Linked DNA regions of Rattus norvegicus: region 2 is linked to region 1. The links are chromatin contacts, called in public Hi-C maps. All regions are on one chromosome and are shown on one strand. Each heading gives the region's core, a stretch centred on a gene start, on an enhancer-like site or on the middle of the called end of the contact. The rest is flanking DNA. Distances are from core to core; before and after follow the strand shown. Region 1 overlaps Ccdc57 (coiled-coil domain containing 57). Region 2 holds the start of Cd7 (Cd7 molecule).

Region 1 (5,512 bases), core at 1,548-4,047:
AGGGGTGGGGGCAACTCCCTCAGAGCTACATCTGTGCTCCCTCAGCCTGTCCTTCAGGGCTGGAGTCTGGTGGTGGGCAGCACAGGGCCGGGCCCAGGACTAGAGGGGCTCCCATGAGTCCCTGAGCACTCAGTCTTCCCCAGGGGCTCTTGCTCTATGCTGATCAAAAATGAGACAAAGGTACCTGACCCCAGTAATAAAGAAATTAGGCTTTTTGGTTCACTGGTAGCTGGAGAATCCAAACACTTTTATCAGCCAGTGACCCCATAGAGGGCCTCATCATGTCAGAAATGAAAAGGAAGTGTGTAGAAGGGAATGTATGCTATCCTGACAGCAATGCTAACTGAACTGCAAGAATTATACCAGCCATTCCTCAGAGAGAGGCTTCTTTTTTTTTCTTTTTCTTTTTCTTTTTCTTTTTTTCGGAGCTGGGGACCGAACCCAGGGCCTTGCGTTTGCTAGGCAAGCGCTCTACCGCTGAGCTAAATCCCCAACCCCCAGAGAGAGGCTTCTTAAAGTGGTTTCATTTATGACCCCATTTTGCCTGAGAATTTTTGTTGTTGTTTCTTTGGTTGGTTGGTTTGTTTTGTTTGTTTTTCAAGACAGGATTTCTCTGTGTAGCCCTGGCTGTCCTGGAACTTACTCTGTAAATCAGGCTGGCCTTGAACTCAGAGATCCGCCTGCATCTGCCTCCTTAGTGCTTAGATTGACGGTATATATTGATATAGATACATAGATCTTGAAGAATGTTATAGGAAAATATAGTTAAACAGTTTTGTATGTAGAACAGAAAACTTTGTGTGTACAGATGTTGTAATTCATTATGAGCAGTGGTCTCACACCTGAGCTGAGATGTTTGCAGCGGCTGCTCTCCTCTCTTGACTCTTATTCCAGGAACTGCTGCAAGAATTTGAATCTGAAGCTCAGAGAAGGGAGCATGAGTTCCAACTGAGAGCTGATGACTTGAGCAACACTGTCTTGACCCACGAGCTCAAGGTAACTGGCTGGGCAGGGTTTTTGAAGTGTTTCCAGTTTTCAAGTTCACTGTTGCCAGCTTTAATTACCCTGTACTACAGAACACCATGCTGTTCTTTAGTTAGTTAGTTAGGTTTTTTTTTTTTTTGTTTTTTTTTTTTTTGAGACAGGGTTTCTCTGTGTAGTCCTGTCTATCCTGGAGCTAGATCTGTAGACCAGGCTGGCCTCGAACTCAGAGATCTGCCTCGAACTCAGAGATCTGCCTGCCTCTGCCAAGTGCTGGGACCACACCAGGTTTTGCACTGTTCCTTTTTGTTTGTTTGTTTGTTTGTTTGTTTAATATTGGGAGATGCTTTTCTCTCTTTATTTTGCACATATCTGGTATCCGGTACTGGGGGTTGAACTCGAGACCTTGTGCATGCTAGACAAGTGCTCTGCCACTGAGTCCTAACCAGCTCAGCTAGAAGCCATACTGTTCCTTTTACCCATTTACTCTCCTGGAACTTTTCAATCTCCCTCAGGTAAAGCTGCTAAACAAAGAGCTTCAGGCTTTAAAAGAAGCTGGAGCACAGGCAACAGAGAGTCTGCAGAAGGCAGAATCAGAGCACATTGAATTAGAGAGGAAGCTACAGGATCATGCCCGGGAGCTACAGGATCTGGAGGCCATGAAGGATGCTCGGTGCGTGGGTTCTGCTCTCAAGGCATTGTGGCCATAAGGACTAGACCCTGGTGGCGCTGCCTTCCTGGCTTCTTCCAGTTCTATTCTTTGGTCTCTTATGTAACTGCTCTTCTTTACTGACACAGTTTCTGTTTAGGATAAAGGACTTGGAGAAGAAGCTTCACTCTGTACAGCTGGCCAAGAAGAAAGCTGAGGAGACTTTCAGGAGGAAGTGCGTATTTCTGCCTGGGTAGTGCCTCTGGAAAAGAGTCTGGATCATACTCTCTGGAGACAAGAGCCCTGTGACGGGGTAGCCTGAGCTGGGATACCACTTTGGTTAACTCCATGCTCTACTTCCTTAGAAAGGGTTAGGCATCCAGTGTCTCAAAGCTTAAAATGTTTGAAGGGCCAAGACTCCAGTCCAGTTCATTGATAAAACACAAACTAAAAATGTCTAAAACTCTGGATTTAGTCTACAGTGTCTAAAACAGGCTTTAAAATATAACCTTAGTTAAATTTTAACTTTTATGGGTAAATGAGATGGCTCTGTGGATAAAATCACTTGTCAACATGGTGGGTGACCTGAGTTCCATCCCTGGAACCCACGTGGTAAAAGGAGAGAACTGGCTCCATACACACACCCCACACTAGATAAATACATATTTTAAAATTTAGCATTAACATTTAAAACTTGAATGTTCTACTCACTAGTTTATAAGTTGTAGACTATTAGCCCCAAGCTTTGCCATGCTGACACAGTCACCTGGTTGGCCACACCCCTTACTCTCAGATGCAGACTCTCTTGAGTTCTCTTTTTCCTGTTGATATACCCTGTACTCAGTGTGGGTTGGGACCCAGCCAACAGGAACAGGCACAACACCCAGGAAATAAATAGTATGTTGGCTCAAGGCGGAACTTCAGCAATGCAATTAAAGCGTTGTTCATCTTCCCGGTACAGCAGGGTTCAGTAGGTGCTGGAACAGCATAGTCAACAAGGAATGGGGTTGGGGATGCCAGCTAGACGCTCAGCTGTGGGCTCAACTCCCAGGGCAAGTCATTTACTTTCTCCTCCAAAGGAAATGGCAACTGTAGCTACCACACACCACACACTTAGGCTTCCCAGCCACACTGGGGAGAAAGAAGGGGAACAAATTGTCCCTGTGTTGTCTCATGCCACAGTTAGGCAGTACAGACAAACCGATATACTAGGAGAGCACTCAGGAATCTGCCCATCTAGGAGGCAGGTGTTTTCCCTGGGCTGGCAAGCTTAGTTGTCTCCTAGGAGTGCTTTGTGAACCTGCTTTGGTGTCTGTGTGTGAGCTTGGGGGAGCCACCAAGAGCCTGGCATTTAAGAAGATCTGCTAACATGGGAAGAGCAAGCATACCCACAAGTTACTCCTGCAGAGTCAGCCATCTTGTCAGGGACAACTGTAGAGTAAGAAATGATGACAAACACTTTGGAAGGTTCCAGAGTGCTGAGTGAGCCATTGTGGAACCCTTCCCTGTGTTTCAGACATGAAGAGCTTGACCGTCAAGCCAGGGAGAAAGACACAGTGCTAGCAGCAGTGAAGGGTGCCCATGCAGAGCAGCTGCAGACGCTGGATGCCAAGGTCCTGGAGCTTCAGTTCCGATGTGAAACGCTGGAGGGACAACTGCGAAGGGCTGAGTGGAGGCAAGCTGAGGACAGCAAGGAGAGGAATTCCCTTACTGACAAGTGAGCTGCTGCCTCCGGCCTGCCCAGCCCAGCCCAGCCCAACAGCCTTGTGTGCCTGTGCCCAAAGCAGCTATGGGCCATTTTAGAAGGGAATTTTGCATTGCAGTGGATAGGAGGGACTTTAGGGGCTTTCTGCCCACCCCACCCCCACTACCATTTTTAGTAATGTTTTCTTTTTATTTTCTCTCACCCCACCCCCAAGAGCTGAGGACCAAACCAGAGCCTTGCACTTGCTAGGCAGGTACTCTACCACTGAGCTAAATCCTCAACCCCATTGTTTTCTTTTTAATCATATAGTTTTTATATTTACTATTGCTTGTGATAAAGTATATATAACCAAGTTGACCTATTATCTTCAGTTTTTGTTTTTCTGAGACAAGGTCTCATTTATGCAAACCTGGCTGGAACTTGCTCTATGACCTTGAATTTATAATCTGTGCCTCTTCCTTCCAAGTATTGGGACTGCAGGCATATGTCACTATAGCTGTCCCCCACAACTTATCTTCCTGCTTCCAGCCTCCCAAGTGCTGTTGGGGTTATAGGTGTGCAGCACCATACCTGTCCAAGCTAGCCACTTAATCTTTTCAGTGTAAAGTTCATTGGCATCAGGATTTGACAGAAGCAGTTCCAACTGCCGTCCGTCAGCAGTGCTGTTCCCACTCAGCTCTAGCTGCCACTCCTTCCCCTAGTCTCCCAGCAGCCTCCAGTCTGCGTTGTTCGTGAATCTGCTAACTCTAGGAACAGACACTAATTGGAATCTTATGGCACTTGCCCTTATGTCTGGCCTGTCACAGAGGCTCAAGTTCTCAAGGGTCATCCACATTTATAGGGTGGCATTCTCTTTTTATTTTATTTATTATGTAAGTACACTGTAGCTGTCTTCAGATACACCAGAAGAGGGCATCAGATCTCTTTACAGATGGTTGTGAGCCACCATGTGGTTGCTGGGAATTGAACTCATGACCTCTGGAAGAGCAGTCGGGTGCTCTTAACCGCTGAGCCATCTCTCCAGCCCCGGCATTCTCTTTTAAATTGTGACAAAATTTAACAAAATATACATCAAATATCAAAATATACATCTCCAGAAGCCATGGGACCCTATTGACCAGCCAGCTTCTCATAATCACTGAGCCATAGGTCCCAGTGAGAGACCTTCTCTCAAGCAGATGGACGGCTGCTGGGGACCATCACCCAGGGCTGACCTCCGACCTGTGCACAAGCACCCACACATTCGTATCTGCGTGTCCTCATTCACACTCCTGTACATGCATACACACAAAAGTGCTGTATGCAGGTTAACTATTTTAGTCATCTGAGCTATGGAGGGCAGGGGTTTATTAAGTCAAACTTTATGTCTTATATCCCCGCGTGGACAGCCACGGCCTTTTATCTGCTCTGTACATGTGGGTGTTTCCACCTTGGCTCTTAGGAATAGTGCTGTTGGAAGTGCAGATGTGCAGACTTCCTTTATAGACTGTGCTTTTAATTCTCTTGTGGCTCTGAGCAGAGGTGGAAGTTCAGGACCGTACAGCTTTGGTTGTAACTTTTTTTTTTTTGAGACAAGGCCTCCCTATGAAGCCTGAGCAAAGCCTGCACTAGCTTAGAAGCCTCTGTTCTCCCACCTCAGCCTACCCAGTGCTGGAATTACAACTGTGCTCCAGTACACTGACTCCTTCCCAATATTTAGTTCAAGCCAGAGTGTTTGGGCAACCTGTTTCGCTTGTGCCTCACATCAGGAACTGTGGGTGCTGGGTGTGTAGCACTAAGCTCCATCCTGATAAGGAAATATACAGGGACATAGTGTTCAACAGGAATATTAAAATCATGAATTTGCTGGCATTCCCAGGCTTAGCACCTGGATATTGCTTTGGGATGGTGGTATTTAGATCTTAAAAAAAAAAAAAAACCAAAAAGAAAAATTGCTGCCAAATTACACTTCTGCTATGGGGAGAAGTAGTTCTTAGATCTGTGAAGTATCAGGAAATTAAAGCTTATTCTATATGGGTTAGAGAGAGAACCCAGTGCTTAAGAGTAATGTCTACTTCTCTAGGAATCAGAGTCCAGACCTCAGAACCCACATGCAGACAAAATACCCATTCACATAAAGTAAAAGTAAAACTTTAACAATTATGCTTTAAGAAGTTTGTCCACATTACATTAAGTCT
Region 2 (5,512 bases), core at 973-3,472, 130 kb before region 1:
AGTTCAGAGATCCAAGATATGTTGTCTGGTTCTCACCACAAGGGGGCAGAGGTGGCCTGCCTTACAGGGAACCCTAAGGAACAAAGAGATTCTGGAGACTTTGAATTCCCCAAGGATACCTCTTTACAGATCTCCACCCCACCCCCACCCCCATCTCCACCCTCTGTTTCTCTTGGGCCCACTTCTTTTTCTCTTATTGTAATCTGAGCTTGGGTGATTTTGCCACCTACATCCACCATAACCGGATCTTCAGATAAGCGTCTGTGATTCTGATAGTTAAACAAGAACAGTAAACCAATGGATATAAAAAAACAATCATCTGGGAAATATGATCGTTAGAAACAAACCCACAGAATACTCGCTGAGCCAGGCTGGTGGTGAATGCTTTTAGTCTCAGCACTCAGGAGGCAAAGGCAGGTGGATCTCAGCCAGCCTGGTCTACAAAGAGAGTTCTGGGACAGCCTGGGCTACACAGAGAAACCAAGTCTCGAAAAACAGCAAAAACCACTGTTGAGCTGAGATCTGAAAATGAAGCCCTGAACTGAAGACACTGCCTGGTGAGATGGCCCAGTGGTGAAGGCCCTACCTGGTAACAGTGGCCTCAGAGCCATAACTACAGTGCATCTGAGGCTATGGCCCAACACCAAGGTGCACAAGAGTCTGTGTCTCCTTAATCAAAATAAAGTCCACTGGGGTTTGTGTCATCACCTTCCCCTGGCGCCCTGGGTCACATTTGGACACAGGCCACAGGACTGTGTGTGTCTACAATATTTGAAACTCCAGGCGTGCTGCCTCAAACAGTTAAAAGTGTCCATGCATGAAGACCACATCAGGGTCAGCCCTGTGGAGGTGGTAGCAGTCCGGTCCATGTGGCCCTTGTATGGCCACGGGAATCCTAGGAGGGAGACTAGGTTAAGGCCTTTGAATGTTATTACTGTAATTTCTGTCTTCCCATGAGCTTCTCCCCTGGGGCTGAGTGACAATTTCCCTACTGCCCACCTGACCTCACGTTTCTCTCCTATATTCTCAGGTTGCACAGTTTCATACCTGCTGCCCCTGTGTTGCACACAGGTAACCTGTCCCTCCCCAGCCCTCTATTCCTAAAATCTTCCAACTTTGACCTTCCTTTACCTGAGTCCCTCTTCCATGTGCCCTCCAGTACCCCACACAGCACCCCTGTCTACACCATAGCATTCCAAATCCACTTACATGAGAAACATCTTCCAGCCACTTAGAGTAGGACCCCCAGAGGAATTGGCTCTAGGTCCCTATGTGACAATGGACACACACAGAAACTCACCCTTCAGTGTGACACACTGGCTTTGGTACCAGCAGTAAAACTCCATGGTTGGCAAGAATCCTAGCTCTCACCTGACCTGGGAGACAGACGCAGGGCCCTCAGTTTTGTCCCAGAAGGCAATTTGCACTTGAAGGGGCTCTTAGCTGCCCTTTAGCCTAGCAGGTCTGACTCATTCCTGCTCCGAAGGAAGGATCACCCAGGTCTCCAAGACAATCCTAGCCAAGGCTACCTGATATGCTGTGTCAGGCTGGTGCTATAACCCCAGTGAGTCCAAATAACAGGTGAGACCACAGACCTGAAAACGCCAAGGGGTTGGAGAGATGGCTCAGTGGTTAGGAGCACTGACTGCTCTTCCAGAGGTCCTGAGTTCAATTCCCAGCAACCACATGGTGGCTCGCAACCATCTGTAATGGGATCTGATGCCCTCTTCTGTGTACTCATGTACATTAAATAAATCTTGAGAGAGAGAGAAAGAGAGAAAGAGAGAAAGAGAGAGAGAGAGAGAGAGAGAGAGAGAGAGAGAGAGAGAGAGAAGAAAATGACACCAAAAACACAGAGGAAGACTTCAATTTTCTCCTGGCCTTTAATCCTCTAAATTCCCCCCAATTTTCCTTCCAGGTCACAGGACTAGTCCTTATTTCTTCTCTCTCTTGATGTCTCCTGTGGAGACTCCTGGTTAGGGATGATAAAGAGGTGGACCGGTCAGCCAGCCAGTCAAGGAGGACAGCTGGGGTCAGCTAATTATATTGGTATAATTAGAGTGCCTTCCTCCACTTGACTTGCTGTGCCCGGTGCCACCAAGCTCCACCTTCACCTTCAGGAAGCCCCTCCCTCTGTGCGTCACCACCAATCTTATTGAACTACCACGCCCCTGTTTCTTTCCCGGGGGTTGTTGGTGTGGTCTTTCACAGTGCTCAGTAATGTGTTGCAACCGGAGTGGCTGATTTGGCTCTGATCGGCTGGATTTGGGCATCATGACTCAGGCACTGTTGGCTTTGCTACTTACACTGGCTAGAATCCTGCCTGGCCCCCTGGATGCCCAAGGTAAGCATCCCCGAGGCAGGGCTCCCAGGGGACATCTGACACACCTGCCTGGGTTGGCGCTGACTTGACTTCCCTGAGTCTTAGTCCTGAAGTAGTCCCAGCTCCGTGGAAAAGCAGAGGCTTGAAAGCTTTAGTTTATGGATTAACACTTACCCTTGGTGCTTATGAGAACGTTGTTCTTCAGTTCCCTTTCAGAGCAGCTGCCTGTGGGAAGTCTTGTGGTGAGGTGCAAAAGATCTACAATAAGATTATGGGAGGCTCAGGCTCCCAGGCACAGTGCTTGTGCAAAACCAGCATAGTGTTCAGTCTGTGAGATGCTGAGGTTTGCACTCTGTCTGGTGTACACAGGAAAATGGTTGGCATGGGTGCCAGACAGGACAAACAGGGCTGGAATCTGAAAGAGTGGGTATCCCATGCACAAGCCAACACCTCTTGCACAGGACCATGGGCTCTGGATGCTTGAAATGATGAGGGAGGAGGATATTAAGTAACCAGCATTGGAAAGAGAAGGCAAAGAGGAGATAGGACAATGGCTGCCGGGGAGTGAGTCACTTAATAAAAAAAGAAAGGATACAGTCAAGGTGGGGAGTAGCCAAAAAGGAAGAAATCCTTGTGTTGGGTGCAACAAAGTTGCAGAGAGCCCTCCCTGAGGACCAAGAGCTGTTCTGGACTTGAGCATAGTCAAAGTGGCCGGACATCAGCACCTAGAGCTGCTCCAACATCCCCACAGCATCTACACTTGATCTTAGCCAAAAGGCCGAGAAGCAATCCCCACAGCATCTAAAGTGCCATGTTAGCCCAGAATTGACCATAGGCCTGGCCCCAAGTCCCTACAGCATTCTTGCAGAGAGGTGTGATCGATTGAGGAGGTATCTCACAGGGATACAAAATGGGACAGTGAAGCCTGGAGATGTAGAGTGTGCAGTTTCTGACCGGCCCCTCCCTGTGCACAGCAAAGTGAGAACGCGAGCGTGTGCGTGCGTGTGTGTGTGTGTGTGTGTGTGTGTGTGTGTGTGTGTGTGCGCAAATGGTGCATATGCTGTGAGAGATGCTTGAGAATACATAAAGACATATAGGAATGTAGGATATATGGAGTCTTTGAGACATGTGTTAACGTGTTTGAGTCACCACATGCTGTGTTCCGGCTCAGTGCTAACAGAGGCTGGTCCTTCATAGAGGTACATCAGTCTCCCCGAGTCGTGATCGCCTCCGAGGGAGAGTCCATCAACATCACCTGCTCTACAAGAGGGGATTTGGAAGGGCTCATAATGAAGCGGATCTGGCCACAGGCTTCCAATGTGATTTACTTTGAAGACGAATTGGAGCCCACAGTAGACAGTGCCTTCTCAGGCCGAATTAATTTCTCTGGGTCCCAGAAGAATCTGACCATCATCATGAGCCTTCTCCAGGAGGCAGACACTGGAGCCTACACCTGCGAGGCCGTCAGAAAAGTCAGTGTCCATGGCTTGTTCACCACGGTTGTGGTGAAAGGTAAAGATCTGCCCATCTGACTACTTGTTGCTAGGGACCTTCTTGGCACTTGCTGAAGCTGTCTGCTCAGAGCCTATTTCTTCCTGAAAGCCTCCTAATAGTACCCATAGTGGGCTTGAACCCTAAGGCTTCCGGTGGGGATCCCCTCCACACCTGTTCATGTCTTCCACCAATGGCTTTTTGTTCATTTTTCCAGAAAAACTATCCCATGAAGCGTACAGATCCCAGGAACCTCTGCAGACATCAGTTTCCCTCCCAGCTGCCATTGCTGTAAGCTTCTTCCTCACTGGGCTGATCCTTGGGGTGCTGTGCAGCATGCTGAGGAAGACGCAGGTCAGTGTGAGCCTAGGGCTGTTATCAGCAAAATGACCCTTCTCACGGGCTTAAGGCAGAGATCGGTCAGGATGTACATGATAAGAAGCTGAAAATTCAGGGAGCCATGAGGGTGAGGCATCTCTCAGAGACACAGAATGGGAGAGTGAAGCCTAGAGGGAGAATGTGGGGCTTCTGACCAGGTCCCAAAATGAGATAATGCGCGTGCACGCGCACGTGTGTGCGTGCACACTATTTGAGATGCACTAGTGTAAGTGAATCTTTATGAATGTAAGATATGCAAAGCCTCTTTGTCTTTGAGTCACCATGTACTGTGTGAGAAAGGTCCTGACGATGGTCAGCTCTTCTGACCACACAACTGCTTGCCCTGGGCCCTGCCTACGGTTGATTCTGTCAGGTGCAAATGGAAATCGATCTGTCCCCAGGTCTGGGAAAACTGCACGTTGCTGAATTAAAGGGGTTACTTGGAGACAGGGGTACTTTGCCTGGGTCACCAGGCTGGCCACTGTCTGGGTGACAACAGGCTGTCTTTTCAGATCAAGAAACTGTGTGCCTCAGGGAATAAGGACTCTCTGTGCGTCGTGTATGAAGACATGTCCTGCAGCAACCGCAAGATACCATGTACCCCCAACCAGTACCAATGAGTCCCTCTGCCCGCAGCCCCCGTGCCTTGTTTCAGCAAAGTTCACAGCAGTCCTGCTGACCCACCCAGCCTAACTCCCCCAGCACCTTTCCTGTGGCACTCAAATACCCCCTTACTGTTTCTGGCTGGGTGAGATTCCTCCTCTGTAAGCTTCCCTACAGGGCTCTGCAATCTGTCACCTACCCTAGCCAGGTACCCCTGACATCAAGGACAAAGCTGGAAGGGGAAAAGTGATGCCTGCCTTGGCACAGCCTGGCCAGGAAAAATTAAATAAACAAATACATAAATAAAGCACTTTTTTGTCGTCTTGTTTTCCTCCTCAGACCATGGCTTCTTCTAGCCAGCTCCTACCTGAAGAGGGCAGGGATTCAGATTGTCAGACCTCCAGGGTTCTGTGTCCAGTGTCTGTGAGAGCAGAGGAAGGCAATGTGGGGGTGGGGGAGCTCTCCTGCCTCAGCACCCCAGACACCCCACACAGAGCGGCTCATCTGCTCAGGTGAGAGCCAGAGACAACACCCTCACCCGTTCTAGATGGCCACGTTCCTGCCGGATCAGCCTTACTGGGTTTCTTCAGTGCAGCCCTCAGTGAGAACGGCATAAAGTGGCAGTTCTCCTGGACTCGCCCTTGTCTCAGTCCCCAGGAGGGAACGTGAAGTGACCACAGCACTATCCCAGCACCTAGGGCCAGCCCAGGTTCCAGT

What was found. A called contact is a pair of places that touch in the nucleus more often than the background predicts.
Region 2: a contact with region 1 is called in a Hi-C map of Schwann cells, with 8 times the contacts expected there. The contact joins the promoter of Cd7 here to the enhancer-like site in region 1. A contact is called at or near these places in 9 of 12 Hi-C or Micro-C datasets (the A7r5 cell line, Schwann cells, frontal cortex and 5 more).

Annotation. Positions count from the first base shown.
Region 1 is chr10:106,667,791-106,673,302 of GRCr8, reverse strand. Ccdc57 (coiled-coil domain containing 57) reads left to right here. Exons shown (of 22, transcript XM_063270205.1): 6 at 895-996; 7 at 1,497-1,654; 8 at 1,791-1,865; 9 at 3,147-3,347. Among named protein-coding and RNA genes, the nearest start is that of Ccdc57, 24 kb to the left of the region's middle. Within about 2 kb of position 2,797, at least 15 of the 93 cell types and tissues checked have an H3K27ac peak or open chromatin away from gene starts, as enhancers often do.
Region 2 is chr10:106,801,964-106,807,475 of GRCr8, reverse strand. It overlaps Cd7 (Cd7 molecule), which reads left to right and starts at 2,222. Exons shown (of 4, transcript NM_001107074.1): 1 at 2,222-2,344; 2 at 3,521-3,835; 3 at 4,032-4,168; 4 at 4,705-5,103. The coding sequence starts at 2,275. The coding sequence ends at 4,812.